2 separate regions of the Sus scrofa genome follow, and region 1 is linked to region 2. Evidence: chromatin contacts called from public Hi-C data. All regions are on one chromosome and are shown on one strand. Each heading gives the region's core, a stretch centred on a gene start, on an enhancer-like site or on the middle of the called end of the contact. The rest is flanking DNA. Distances are from core to core; before and after follow the strand shown. Region 1 overlaps MLLT1 (protein ENL). Region 2 holds the start of MLLT1 (protein ENL).

The links. A called contact is a pair of places that touch in the nucleus more often than the background predicts.
Region 1: a contact with region 2 is called in a Hi-C map of retroperitoneal adipose tissue, with 1.7 times the contacts expected there. The contact joins the enhancer-like site here to the promoter of MLLT1 in region 2. A contact is called at or near these places in 2 of 5 promoter capture datasets (fetal liver and liver), 24 of 47 Hi-C or Micro-C datasets (adipose tissue, alveolar macrophages, blood and 14 more) and 1 of 2 datasets of contacts at active chromatin or transcription factors (skeletal muscle).

Annotation. Positions count from the first base shown.
Region 1 is chr2:72,842,269-72,849,563 of Sscrofa11.1, reverse strand. It overlaps MLLT1 (protein ENL), which reads right to left. Exons shown (of 11, transcript XM_021083993.1): 8 at 5,217-5,316; 9 at 4,919-4,990; 10 at 4,693-4,764; 11 at 1,870-4,531. The coding sequence ends at 4,403. Among named protein-coding and RNA genes, the nearest start is that of ACSBG2, 64 kb to the left of the region's middle. Within about 2 kb of position 2,858, at least 3 of the 83 cell types and tissues checked have an H3K27ac peak or open chromatin away from gene starts, as enhancers often do. A contact at or near this core is called in retroperitoneal adipose tissue, where this site is marked.
Region 2 is chr2:72,779,324-72,786,516 of Sscrofa11.1, reverse strand. MLLT1 (protein ENL) reads right to left here and starts at 5,567. Exons shown (of 11, transcript XM_021083993.1): 1 at 5,359-5,567. The coding sequence starts at 5,370.

The sequences.
Region 1 (7,295 bases), core at 1,609-4,108, 66 kb before region 2:
AATAGCTGACTTCACAGAAACAATGGAAACAAGTTGAAAAGACAAAGGAGCAACAAGTTGAAATTGGGGAAAGAACATACCAGACAATCTAGCAAAAACATACCCAGCAAAAATATCCTTACTTGCTGTGTAGCACAGGGAACTATATCTAGTCACTTGTGATGGAATATGATGGAGGATAATGTGAGAAAAAGAATGTATACATATGTGTGAGTGTGTCACTTTGCTGTACAGTAGAAAATTGACAGAACACTGTAAACCAACCACAACTGAAGAAATAAAAATCATTTAAAAAATATCCTTACAGAAAAAAGATGAAACAAAGACGTTTATAGATGGAAAAAGCTGAGGGAGTTCCTCGTTGCACTAGATGAAATGCTAGTAAGAATTCTTCAGGTTTAAGGAAAATGATTCCTGATGGAAACACAGAAAAGCAGCCCGAGAGGCGATTATGGGGGTAAATACACAGAACTATTGACTGTAAGCAACAAAATTAACACATACCTGGGCTTGAGTCTCAGGAATGTGCCCACTCGCTGTATCATAGGAGGGACAACACTTGGAGACTTTTATCTGTCAGTGAGGATACTGATGGCAGTACCTACCCTCATTGAGTGTTTGTGGAAATCTGTGAGGCCACTCTCCGGCCAGTGCCTGGCCCATAGTGAGCCCTATTTTATTTTTACACACAAGTCCTCCTTCACTGTGTTTTGGGGGTCTGGGAGCCGTGGGAACCACTCTTAACCCTCTCTCACTCTGTGTCCATCATTAGGAGCTCACATGAGAAACTGTCCCCAGAGGCCTGCAGAGTCTTACTCTGCTAGGAAGGATCAGGGCAGGGAGGCCACGGCCCTGACGTCAGGAAATGCAAATCCCGGCTACTAACGAGAAGGAAGAAATGCTCCAGAGTACCCCAGCGTGGCCAGTTCTCTCCCCAAGTGGCTTTAATTAGCTGCAGCTGTGGCAGGCAGAGTGGCCAGAGGGTATTGGCCTGTGATGCTGACCACTCAGGAATGGAACTTCTGCTCCTCTGCTGGGGATGGAGCCCACAGAGTGGACTAGACTGCTTAGACAAGGTCTGGGAGAGCTGTCTCCTTGGGATTCACTCAGTTCTGCCAAACCAAGTCCAAAACTCACCATGGACAAAGTGGCAGACAAGCACCCTGGTCCCTGGCAAAGGATGTCTTTGCCCACATTTCTTTTTCTTTTTTCTTTTTTTTTTCCTCTTTAGGGCCACATCCACAGCATGTGGAAGTTCTCAGGCTAGGGGTCCAATTGGAGCCACAGCTGCCGGCCTACAGCAACGTGGGATCCGAGCCACCTCTGTGACCTACACCACAGCTCATGGCAATGCCAGAACCTTAACCCACTGAGTGAGGCCAGTGATCAAAGTCGCATCCTCATGAAGTCTAGTTGGGTTCGTTATTGCTGAGCCACGAGAACTCCTGCCCACATTTTCTATCTGGCTATCATCCCTCCATCTACCCATCCATCCGTGCCCCCACCCCCCACCCCATTCATCCATATTGTGAAGTCAAGCTTGCTTTTCAACCCAGAACTTGCTGCCTGCTTGCAAGAAGGAATACACCATCAAAATCATGCCCAGATACTGAATTCCCCACCATCCTGCACCTCTTGGGTTTCTGGTGGTGCCATCTCTATTCCTCCAGGATGCCAACCTTGCTCACACTCCCTGTCCCCACTCCTCATGCCCAGTAAGCTTGGTCCAACCCTCTCCCTTCTTCTTGATCATTGATCTGGAAGCACTGGGACAGGGAGAGGAGACAAGGTGCTCATGCTACTTTATGCCTCCACCCATCAACTCCACAAAGGGAGAACCAAGGAGATGCATGAAGCTCTACACATAGGTCTGCTTTCCCATCTGACTTTATTTCACTTTTTTTTCTATAAAACTCCTCCATAATTTCACAATTTAACAAAAAGTTTAAAATCCAGGACAGAAACAATCCTGTAACTTATTACAAACACGATTCTCCTTTATTCCTTTTATCCAGGAGTTGGTCTCGGCCAATGAGTATCCCAGTTCCTAGTGAGACACATTCTTTGTAGAAAACCCTTATGGGTAAGAAAGGTATTCGATACCTCTTGCTTTCAGGCGTCGGTTTACATTTTGTTCAGGAGATAGCAAAACACAGGGATTTGCACTGGGGGCAGGGGGCTTAACACTAAAGACACGGCAGTCACAAAGTGCTGGCCCCTTCCTATGGAAGTGTCCCCAGAGCCCCGGTGGGCCCAGCTGCCGGGCAGCTGTGGGTGGGTTGGGGGAGCAGCTGGAAATGCCGTGGTTGGGGCCCTGGCTGCCTGGCATGTCCATCAGGTGGTCACAGGGCCAGCACTGAGCCCAGAGTAGCTCCGGAGGACAATGCTGGGGCTTTCTGGCCAGAAGAGGTAACAGAAATGGGTCGGTGCTTCCAGAGGCCCTGGAAACAGCAGGAAGGGCCAGATACTTGCTGCAGCCAAGGGCAGGCCCGCGAGCCTGGCCTTCCTCTAGCTGTCTCTGGGGGCAAGCCCGGCTCCTGAGCAGAGGGCTGCCTGAGTCACCAAGTCAGGAGGGCCTGCAGCCCTTCCCAGGAGATCCTGGAAGGAGAAAGACTAGTGCCCTTGGGCTGAGGCGCCTGCCCGTGACCCCTGGTGGCCTCTGTGCATAGAGGACCAGGCAGCTGCTGCCCCTAAGCCAGTCCTTTCTGTCCAATGTCTTAGTTTCCAGAGAAGAAAGTGCCCCACTTTGGAGTATTGTTGGCCTGCCTGGGGAAGGGGCTGGTGGCAGCACAGAGCCTGCCACACAGGCCTGCCCTCTTCCTAATACCTCAAGGCAGTGGGGTCAGGAGAGAATCAGAGCAGATGGCGAGGAGTCACGGCTGTTTCCTCTGAAAGTTCTGGCCTTCCCAGAGTCCTGGGATCTTCCCAGGATGGCTGGCGTTTGGGGAGGCCTTGGAGGCAGGATTCCCAAGGGAGTGTTCGGCGTCTGCCTGACAGACGGAATTGGAGCAGGGCCAGGAGTCAGGGACCACAGGGGAGGGGAGCTGGGCGTGCCCCATGCGGGAACTCACAAACTGGGGTGAGAAGGTGAGCCCGGCTCCAGCCCTGACCTCCTCTCCCAGAGCTGATGGGGACAAGGAGCCTTGAGTAGAGGTCTGGGGGAACACAGGCGGAGCAGACAGGCACCCAGCCCCCAGGAGCCCCACACAAGGTGGGCTGACCCCTCGAGGGTGTTCTGGCCGGGAGGAGGAGCTGGCTTGGCCCTTGGAGAGTTTCAGGCGTGCGAGGAGTCGGGTCTCCAGCCCTGGACTGGTGTGAATCGCAGGGGTGGGAGGGCCCGCCACTGGCCGGGCCCAGGCACGAGGGGCTGGCTCTGAGTCCTGATGCTCCTCAAAAGACTCCACAAACTATCCCGTCTTATTTGGCAAAAGCTCATTGTTTTTCAAAGTTCAAAGATTCAGTCAACAGAAGGAAGAGGATCCTATGGAAGGAGGAGGAGGGCGATCCCAGGGCGCCAACACAGTCACGGCCCGCGGCTGGCTGGGGCCCGGGCAGGCTACTCCTGGGGACAGCGCCAGTCTGACCAGGCGGCCGGGAACACAGACCCCGGGCAGTGAGCACCTGCTGCCCTGTTGTAGTGCTCTCCGGCCTGGGCGAGGCGGTGTCCTTGGAACCACTGAGGGAGGATTCCTCCCGGCACCCAGAGAGGGCCAGCTGGCGCTCCAGCTCGCCTTCAGCCCGACAAGACCAGTGGAGACATCTTAACCTAAAAGTCCCATCTGACACCCACCCCCACCCCCCACGTGCTCTGCTGCCACGGAAACGCACACCCGGAAACCGCTCTGGTACCTACAGTGCATACATATATATATAATAGAGACAACTATACAGCACAGAGCCCCAGCACAGTGAGAGCCGACGAGGGACTGTGTCTGGCTCACACAGAGGATGAGCCGGGCTGCCCCGATGTGGTGGGAGCCCTCGGAGGTCCTGGGGTGCAGGGGGTGTGTTCTGAACCGTTTGTGGAGGCTGGAGGCAGTGCCCCAGCTGCTCAGAGGGGCCGCGGCAGTGGAGCTATGCCCCATGCCCCACTATGAATCGAGGCCCCCACTGCAGGGCACATTTCTTCCCCTTCAGGAGTGAGGCCTGGCACTGCCTTCAACTCAAGCTGCTTTCCCAAGGGGGCCCAGGTGACGGCCCCTGAGAGTGGTGCAGTGGTGCAGGCCTGGCCCCCCTCGGCCCTGGGGCTCCCGACGAGGAAAGTGCAGCTGGCCATGTGGGCCGAGGGCAGGGCGGTCACTAAGGCAGTGCTGCGGGTGGGCAAGTCGAGAGAGGAAGGAAGGCAGGGCCCGGTCATGGCCTCCCAGGACCCTGGGGACAGGGCCTGGCACCCGGCCCAGGGTCATGTGGCCACAGCCTCCAGGTAGCTCTGCAGCTTGCGCACGGTGGTCTCGTCCAAGGAGAAGAGATCGAAGTCAAAGGTGGTGTTGGTGACATTGAAGTGACCAGTCTCCTCGATCAGGTTCACAATCTGAAAGGTGGTGACAGAGTGGCTTAAGGGAACAGGGCACCTTGAGAAAGAGGGGGTGGCTCCTTGGGGCAACCCAACAGGGTCCAGCAGCCCCTGGGCCGCAGGGGCACCCCACCCGGGACTCCTCTGAGATGCTGTGCCGGGGAGGGCTTGTCCAGTACCTGCTGCAGCACGTTACGCTCCCGCAGCGCCATCAGCCGCCGGTGCAGCTCCACCAGCTCGTCCGTGTAGGCCTGGGTGGCAGAGGCCCGTTCAGTAGGTCACCCTGCCCTCCAGGACACGCACCCCCCACCCCCCGCCCCAACCTGTGGTCATACCCACATCATCTTCAGGCAGCTGCCCCCCACCAACCCCCACCTTGTTGCACATGCCACCACCGCCCCCCACCTTGTCATAGGCACCCCTCTTGAGGATCTTCTCAGGCTTGCTACAGGGCTCTGGGCTCCGGCGGCCTGACGCCTGCAGGGTGAAGTGGGATATATGTGAGCACTTGTCTTCTCTGGGCCCCAGGCCCACCCATCCTCCCTCTTTGGACCCTCACCCGACTCCAAGGGCAGCCCATCTGGGGCCTGGGGGTGAACCATCGTCCCTCTGCACCCGCCACCCTCGGCCTCAGGCCCTTGGAGAACCCCAGGCCCAGTCCCCAGCCCCACCTCTTCGGGGCTGGGTTCAGCTGGGCAGTTACCTTGCTGTGGGGTGGGGGCGGCTTCTTGGGAGGAGGGGGCTCCCGGCTGGGCAGGCAGGAGTCTGCGCTATTGTCACTCTCGCTGTCACTGAAGCTCAATCTGAGCATGGACACAACACCCTGTCAGACCTCTGCCACCCTCGGCTCCAGGAAGGTAACCCCACCCAGCAAATACCACACTGGGCTCTGGGACAGATCTGGCCCCCAGGGCCAGGAGCATGCAGTGCCCCTGTAAAGCTCAGGAGACCCACCTCACCCTGCTCTGGGCATCCACTGCCAACTTCAAAAAAAAAAAAAAAAAAGAAAAAAAAGGAAAGAGCCCACGGATCAGCACACGGGCTCTTCTCTCCAGCCCTGGTGTGGTCCCTGGGCCAGAATCTGGGCGGGTGGCCAGGCAAGCTAGTCGGGCTCACAGGTTCCACACCTAGTGTGCGAGTAGAGCAGCTCGGCCTTCCACCTGAGCCCCATGCCACAGGAGGGATGTAGGCTTCCATGTGACATCCACGTTTGCCTGGGCGGGGCCAGAACCTGAACAGGGTGTATCTGGTGGTGGCTCTACTCTGGGCTCCTGGGGCAGGGCCCAGGCTGGATTGAGAGTGCACGGGGAGGCCACATGGCCACAAGCCTCATGGAGGGAAGGGCGTGGCTGTTCCACATTCAACCCCCAGCTAGCTGGAATCTGAAAGCCTCTCCTCTGGTCCACAGCAAGTGGTAGCCCATTCCTTGTGCTGTTCCAGAATTTCTCACGGCCCAGCTGGGCAGTGCAGAGAGAGCTCCTCTCCAGTGCTACCCTCAAGCAGAGTACCTTTCTGGGATCCCTGGTCCCTCGGGGACATTCTGGGCTCCGCTCACAAAGGGGGAGCCCGAGACCTGTCACTGCACCATGACAAGATAAATCCTGCCTGCTGCCACCACCTCTCTCTCTTGCCTGAAACGGCTTTTACCACAGTGGCAGTGCCAGGGAGCATGACGGCCACAGCCTCAGGCCGGGGTTAGCCATTTCCTTTGCTCTAGGCCCTCTGCTCTTCCCTGGCCTCTCAGCTGCACAGCATCAGGGCAAAGGTAGCCAGTTTGTCTCCCTGTTGCCCAAGTGACACTACCAGTCAGCGGGGCCCAGGAGTAGCCTGACAGCCCCGCGTCTACTGGGCGGCAGCTGGGGGCAATGGCGAAGCCTGGGCCTCCTTGCTGAGAGCAGCTGGGCATCAGTCAGGGCCTGTGTCTGTCGCCCCTTCCCTGACAAGGGACATGGCTCCCAGGTGCCCCCCCCCACCCATGTCCACCCCTAGAATGGGAGCTAAAGGCCTTCTGATTTGCAGCCCCCAACACAATGTGCAGCCACTCCCCTTGAGAGCAGCACACCAGTCACTGGCCCCTTAGCTCCTGCCTTTGAGGATCCACTCTCAAAGACCAGCAGGATCCATGCTCAAGGTCGCCAGCCCCACAGGCTGGAGCTGCTGCCCTTAGTCCTGTCCTGGAAGAGTCATCCTGCCCCTCGCTCCAGCCCTGGTGCCCACAGAGCACTGGCTTGGGTGCAGCTCCTAGGCCATCTCCCAGCCCCAACCATCAGCAATAGCAACACAAAACCACCACAAGCACCTGCTCGGCCTCCCTGCCCGCCAGGTGCCGACACAGGGACCCACCCTTAAAAAGGGCTGTTGAGGCCAGGAGGGGGGAGGGGCCGGACCCAGATCAGGCGGCTGAACCCTGATCTGCCTGTTCCGCAAACCTGGCGCCCAGGTGGCATGTGCTCTAGGGTGGGGGCTGAGGACGCAGAGCCATCCTGGAGGCAGGCTCACTCCAAAGGCTTGGAAGCATCCTAAGCTCAACCAACTCTGGGGGAAGGCCACATGTCAACTGCCCTAGGCCAGTGGCTGTTCAAAGCTGCTCGCAAATGTGGTGTCTATAGTCCAAGGATAGTTCTCAGTCTGTCCTCGCCCCATGTCACATGTGAGCAAGGACCCCCGGCCCAAGAGCAGAGAAAGCACGCCCTGCTGCCTCATACGCCTGGAACCAGGGCTGGTCCTGGCGCTACCTTCACCCCCTTCTCACCAGGTGGCCATGGGAGGAAAGATGCCACCT
Region 2 (7,193 bases), core at 4,318-6,817:
AACTGGAAGCACGCAAAGCTGAGCCCTGGCCAACTACTCCGACTTGTCGAGTCACAGTAATTTATGACATGGCTCAGCCAATTTCAGCTCCGAGGGCACTGCCCCCTCCCTCCTTACTCCACCTGGACTCCTTCCCCGTCCAGCAGACCTGCCTTGGGGCCAGACCAAGTGCAGGGTTGGACTGAAGCAGATCAGTTAGCCATTTCCCCAGGAAGGGCGCCTGGCTAGAGAGGTTCACACCGGCTGGAGTAACAGGCTGCCTACAGAGAAGCATCTCACCTGCCCCACCGGCAGCCTGGAGGCACTCGCAGACCCTGCAGAGTGGAGAGCTGGAGGCAGCTCCAAGGGCCCAGCCTCAGTCACTGGCACGTCCCAGCATCTTGGGGTCCACTCGGCCACCCACTCCCCCAAAAAAAGCCCAGGACAAAGGAGCAATTCCAGGCCTGCCCCAGAAAGAGTTAACTATTTTACTTCTGGGAAATCATCCCTAAGACCTGCAAGGGAGGATGGAGAGGGAGTGGCTGGAGGGCTCCAGGGGCCATCTGGGGACAGTTAAGCTTGGGCTGAGGGCCTCAGCTGAGCACTGCCCTCTCTCCAGGCCAACTGGCAGTGGGCGGCTGGAACCCAAGGGCCAGAAGCCTAAGTCCTACGAGCCAGGCAATCGAAGGGCAGCGTCCCCAGCACTCCCTGACCGAGCACGGATCCCTCCAGGTGTGGACTGGGGCAGCCTGGTGCCAACAGCTCCTCCAGCCTCACAGCCCTCCTTTCCCAAATGCTTCCCGCATCCCTCCAACCCTGCCCTCAGTCTGGCCCCAGAAGGCAGGTCTTTAACAACGAAGAGTATCTGTAAGATTTCCCCAGACCTTCCAGTGGGAATTCTCTTCAACAAATGCCCTTTCCTTTGGGAATTGACACTTTACCAAGTGGCGTAATTAGGCCTGAAGTTGGTGACTAATTCCCTCAAACCTCCCTTCCTCAGGGAGGAAGAGGCTAGGAAGTCTTCTTCCTCAAAGCCCAGACTGGGGCTGCCAGGTCCCACTGGACCTCAGTGGGGTCGTTGGCAACCTGGTCCACATGCCCACAAAGAGGGAAATGAGCTGGTCCCTTGGAGCGACAGCCACACGAGCCCAAAGAAAATGCTCTTCCCAGAACTCTCTCCCTCCAGACCCAGCCAGGAGTTCTTGGGAGCAGCCCCTGAATCAGGGCATGAGAAGGACAGGAAAGAGGGCCTCCCTGCCAGCCACTCCTCTCTGGAGGCAGGGACCTGTCACAGTGGCCACAGGAGGCCCTGGTCCTCTAAGCCTCAGGGACGGGTGGCCTGCCCCTGCACCCTCTTCTAGCTCCATCCAGCCCCATCCCTTGACCCAGGGCACAAGGTTAATGACAAAAGAACAAGGGGCTCAATGAATGTACCTCTGGGAGGTCACTAAAGATAAGCATGCAGACCTTCCATGACGACGCGCAAATACTCGCACAACTGTCAGAGCTGTCGGGGTGCTGGGAAGCCTGACCCTCACCGGCCTGCCAGTGAGGCCTGGGACAAGATATCCATCACCTGGCCTGGCGACAAAGGGAATCATTTCTAGTTGCTTTTATTTAACAAACTGTTGGCGAAGCCAAGAGCAAAACTTGGCGTTAGAAACTGCCATGGACATGAAGGGGAGGAGGACTCTGGTCCCTGCTCTCGAGTACTTTACAACTTCAAACCCTGGCAGGTCACCTTCCCAGGTGACAGCTTCAGAGCTGGGTGGGGAGGCTCCGGTCACTGTCACCGTCACTCTCCCGTTAGTGCTCGGCACAGGACGCAGTTCCAGGTTCTCTGTGTGAGGTCTGGGAAAGACCGGGTGCTCCCCAAGCATCCCCCCAGGCCTCAACTCCTCAGGGGCCTTCCTGGGCCTGCATTTTCCACATCTGTAAAATGGGCCTTCACCACTAGAAACAAACCTCCCTTCCAGAACAACAGAGCATGGTCACCGGTTCCCAAGTCCAAACTTGGGAGAGCCTTCTGAAGGGTTAGCAACTGTGTGGCTCGATGTGTTGGGCACCCACCCCAGGTGCCAGGCCCGATGCTTCTGTGAAGGGAAGACTCCTGTGGCGAACACGACCTCCCAGAGGCCAACATTACTGCCAGCTCCCTAGGCAACCCCTGTCCCCAGAGGCTCCCTCCCCAGCCTCCTTTCCCATCTTTCCCCGCATCTGCTCAGTCGGTAACCATGCCCATTCCCTCCCCACCACCCTTGGAGGTAAATCACACACCTCTCCGCCATGACCCCTAAGGGAGCAAAGATCTGTTTTCCCAAAAATACATCATCCCTGCCCCCCTAAAAAAAAAGGAAAAAAAAAAAAATCCCACAGATGATATTCGTGCAAGTACAGACTAGAGGCTGGGGGAGTCAAATAGGTGGGGGTGTGGTCAGGGTGAAGGGAACCAGAAAGACTTTTTTCTGACCATGGAGGAACGACTTTGATGCTGAGAAGTTGGGAGTCCAGAGCAAAAGGCAGAATCCCCCTTCTCAGCTGAGCCTGAAAGTTCTAGAGAATAAAACAGGAAGGTCAAGAGAATCAGAGTCTCCCCAAGCAAGCGGGCCTCAGGGAGGGGGAAAGCCCTGTCGTTCCCCATCCCACTGAGGCAGTGACGGGTTTGGGGCACCTGGGGGGGAGAAAAGAAGGCCATGCATGATCCTGCTGGATTCAAAGCGCTTCACTCTTGCCAGAAGTCATCCTGGACTGCTTACAGCCTGCTCACCTACTTGGATAAAAGAAACCATTCTCTCCTGCCTCCCCAGAGGCTGCTGTCCCTGTGAGGAAGGGCCAGAGCCCTGGGCCTCTCCCAAATTTGCATGAGAACACAGGCGGGGATGGGAAATTAGACTACATGGTGGCACATACTTGGCTTTGGGACCACTTTCACTTGCAAATACATGTGCAAGGAGCCAGACCAGCACTGTCCAGGAGCACCTTCTGCCATGATGGAGGTGTTTCTGCACTGCCAGAGGAGGTGACCAGCACCTCAACAGGGGCGGTTCCTGGGTACTAAAATGTGGCTGGTGCGACTGAAGAACTGATTTTTTTGTGTTTTGGTTCGCCCAAGTTTAAATAAGCACAAGCGCTAGCGCCTGCCACACCAGGCAGTGGCAAGACGGCTCTCTTGGGCCCAGGGTGCTCACCAGTTTGCCCCAGTAAGGCTGCTGTCTCCCAGACTATCACAAAGCGGGAAGGCCGCCCCTCCCCACCTCTCCACTTGCACAGATGACAACCGCCCAGCCAGCCAGGGCCCAATACACAAGGGGAAAGGACATACCTGGGCCTGACATCTCTCCCAGGGACCAGCAGTGGGGTGAGTGGCGGGAGCTACATTCAATACCTGTGTGGTGCCCAACAAGACTTTCCCAGGGGCAGGCTTCACTAAAAGTGGACAGCGAGGGTATATTTTGTCTTGTTTCTTAATACAGACTGGAGGTGACAAGCTCTGTCCCTTCAGGGGAAATGAAGTCACACACCACACTGGAGAAATCCACCACTCCACTGCCATAAACCATTTCTTCTTCCCAAGAAAGAGGTAGAGCACCAAGGCTAAAGGGAAATCATGGTGAGGGGGTGCCATGAGCACAGGCCTCAATGGTCCTGCACCATCTCAGGCGGCCAGGATGGGCAGGGGAGAGGTCTCCCACCCCACCCTCAACCCCTGCACCCCGACTGCCACACAGCGCCTCACCAGACAGGGCCGCCAGAGTGGCGCCAGCAGCGAGGGACGCCCCAACCTGCCCTCACTAACGCTCACGGCGGAGATTTCAGCTGCCACCCCCACAGCCCCACACCGACTTTCCTGGCCTGGCGCCCCCGCTTCAGGGGCAGCAGGGAAGGATGAAGAGGTAAATGAGCCAATGGTCCTGGGCTTGAGGAGGCGAAGGGGCTTGGGTACCAGAGAGGAGAATGACCTGGGTTTTACCAGGATTGGCTCTGGCTTTCCAGATCAAAGGGAGAGGGGCTGTGGGGAGAGTTTATGGAGGCTGGGGAACACCCAAGGTTTGCAGCAAGGTTCTTGGTGGAGGCTCCAAGATGCTGGCGAAGGCAGGGGAAATGGGGTGTGCTGAGGGAAAGGGCAGTGGTCAATGCCACAGCATCAAACTGGTGGATGGTGGGAGGAAGGGGGTGATCCTGAACCTAAGAAGAGAAACAGGGGTTCTGAAGAGACTGGGCCTGTGAAGAGAGGACAACTGAGGTCAGAGGAGACAGATCAAGGAGCTCAACACTGGTGGGGAAAAAAGTAGGGAAGCAAAAAAATCAGAGTCACAGAGGCAAAGAAGGCTCAAGCTGAGAGAAGTAAGGCATTTGGTGTCAAGGGTGTTAGAGCTCCAGGTCAGAGCAGAAATGGCCCATGGGCCCGATCACAGAGAAGATCTGAAGGTGAAGACACAGCCCCTTGGGTCCAAGGGAGAGTGACCAGGGCCTGAAACCCTGAAGCAGCAGAGTGAGTCAAAGATCTGAAGAAGCAAGCCTAGGTCCAAAAAGGGGGATGTTCAATGCAGGCCTGGCTCCTGATGGGAAAAGGGTCTGAGGAGAAAGTGATGCTCAGGCTGAGACAGGGGCAGGATCAGAGGGGAGAGAGGGCTCAGGCCTGAAAAAGGACTAGAGGACAGGTTAGGGTGGGCCTGGGTTCAAGAAAGGAAGAGGCTGCAGATCAAGGTCCCAGGAGTTCTGGGGAGACTCAAACCCCAGCAAAGGCTGAATGATTAGAAGAGGCAGCAGGCTGGGGGGCTCAGGAAGTTTGAGGGGACCGGGGGCCAAGGGTCCAGAGGAGGAAGGAGACACCAACCAGCCCTAGGTTCAGAGAGGAACGGGGGACTGACCGGATCTGAGGAATGAAGGGTCCCCTGCGGGGAGGGAGGCTGCGGGAATTCAAGAATGGGCGGGGGTGCCAAGAGAGGTCCCAGGGGACTCCGGGTCGGAATGGAATCACAAGGGGCGTCCCAGGGGGATGTGGGCCAGGCCGGGGTCCCGAAGAGCGTCCCAAAGGGTTCTGGGCTAAAGCGGGGTCACAAGGGACGTCCCACGGGGATCTGGGACGGACCGGGGCTCCGAGGGCAGTCCCAGGGGGCTCTGGGCAGCGGGAGACCGGGGCTTCCAGGGTAGTCCGAGGCGCTTTGACCCGCTGAGGGTCGCAGGTGGGGGAAGGGCGCCCCCGCCCCACATAAAGGCCGGGGGAGCAGTGGGCGCGCACAAAGCAGGGCGGGCGGGCGCCGAGCGGGGGCGGGGAGGACAGGACCGAGGAGGGCCGGGCCAGGCGGGCGGGGAAGGGAGGGAGGGAGGGAGGGAGGGGGCCGGGCGGGCGGCGCGGGCTGCGCGGCCGTTCCTCACCTGATTGTCCATGGCTGGCGCCCCGCCCCGCCCCCGGGCCCCGCGTCGCTCGCCGCCGCCGCCGCTCAGCGCCTCCCCGCCGCCCTCATTGTGTGTCAGGCGCCGCCGCCGCCGCTCCCGGCCGCCCGCCCGCCCGCCAGCCCCGCGGAACCGGAAACCACCGCCAGCCCGGGTCGCGCACCGACCGCGGGCCCCCGCCGCCGACTCGGGCCCGCCGCCCCGACAGACAGGCTCCTGGGCCAATTGGCAGGGCGGACGGCCTCTTGAGGGGTGGGACTTCCGGCCTGGCGGGGGCCTGCCGGGCCGCGGTCGGAGGGACGAAGCCCGCAGCCAATGGGAGACCCGGACCGGAGGGGCGGGAGGAGGCAGGGAGGGAGGCGCGAGGCGAGCCCCGCAGAGGGGAGCGCGAGGTGTGCGCCGCACGTGGAGGGGGGCGGGGGCGGGACGGGCGCGCCGCGCCTGCGCACTGTGGCCCGCAGGGGGCGCTGCTTAGAGCCCGGAGCATTCCTGGGCCGAGCCTCCCCAGGCGGCGGTAGCCTTGGTGGAGGGTTCGGGGTCTGGGGAGGGATCTCCAGGGACAATTTTGTTTCCTGGCCACGTGTTGCTACTGTGTGATGGAATGACCCTGGTCTCTGGAACTGCAGATTAATTTTCCAATCTTGGATCTACATCATGGCCCACCTGGTCATCTCCCTTCTTCCCTTGAGTCTCAATTTGCATCCATAAAATGGGGACCATCAAGATACAGTGTGATGCTAGTTCACGCTAATTTGAATGATACAGATCAGAATCTGCTACGTAAACAAGAGGCTCTCATTTTATCCACGAGATTTATCATCCCGGTCCGTCCAAAACCCCATCTTTAATTTCCCCACTATGACATGCTTTCACCACGACTTGTAAACTGTGTTTAGATCGGTCTTAAACATATTGCCCCATCTTTTTTGGATCTTGTAAGCCACTTGTCTCTTGGGCATTCTGCCTGGGATTTGGGGTCCCTTATGCAGTTATTTAAAATCCCTTCTTATAATTAAAAATCAGGGGTTTGGGGAGTTGCCACTGCGGCTCAGTGAGTTAAGAATCAACATAGTGTCTGTGAGGATGTGTGGGGTTGGGTCCCTGGCATCGCTCAGTGGGTTAAGGATTGCGCATTGCTGCAAGCTTCAACATAGGTCACAGATGACATTCAGATCTGGCATTGCTGTGACTGGCGTAGGCTGGCAGCTGTGTAGCTCCAGATGGAACCCTAGCCAGGGAACTTCTATATGCTGCAGGTTTGTCCTTTAAGAAAGAAAATCGGGGGGGGGGTGTTGTTTGGCTTCTTTTCCCCCACTCCACTCCTCATTTAAGTATCAGGCAAGGCTTCATTATGTGTTCTGGCTGGTGCTTTGCACTGAGGAACAGCACCAGAAAATTGGTAACTTTGAGAAGATGAAAGTAAGTCCACACAAATACTCTGAAGAGGGCCAGAGTCATTGCAGAGAGTAACACCATGCTTTTTAGTCCAGAGGAGGGTGAGCTGGGGCATGGGGTGTGGAGGTGGTGGGGGGGGCGAAGTTTGAGATCATGCTGAGAAAATAAACAGCCACTTTAATGCAAGCACAACTTTAATTTTTTAAAAAATCGTATAACTCAATGTAAGTAGATCACTGGTTCTAAGTGGTCTTTGAACCAGGAGGTTCAGCATCACTGGGAACTTTGCTAGAAATGCAAATTCTGGTCTCTTGATTTATGGAATCAGAAACTAGATGTGTGGCCAACTGGGGGTGGGGGTGTGTGTGCAGAATTTGTCTCTAACAGAAGCTTTCAGCCAAGAACGTTTACTACGATTGTTG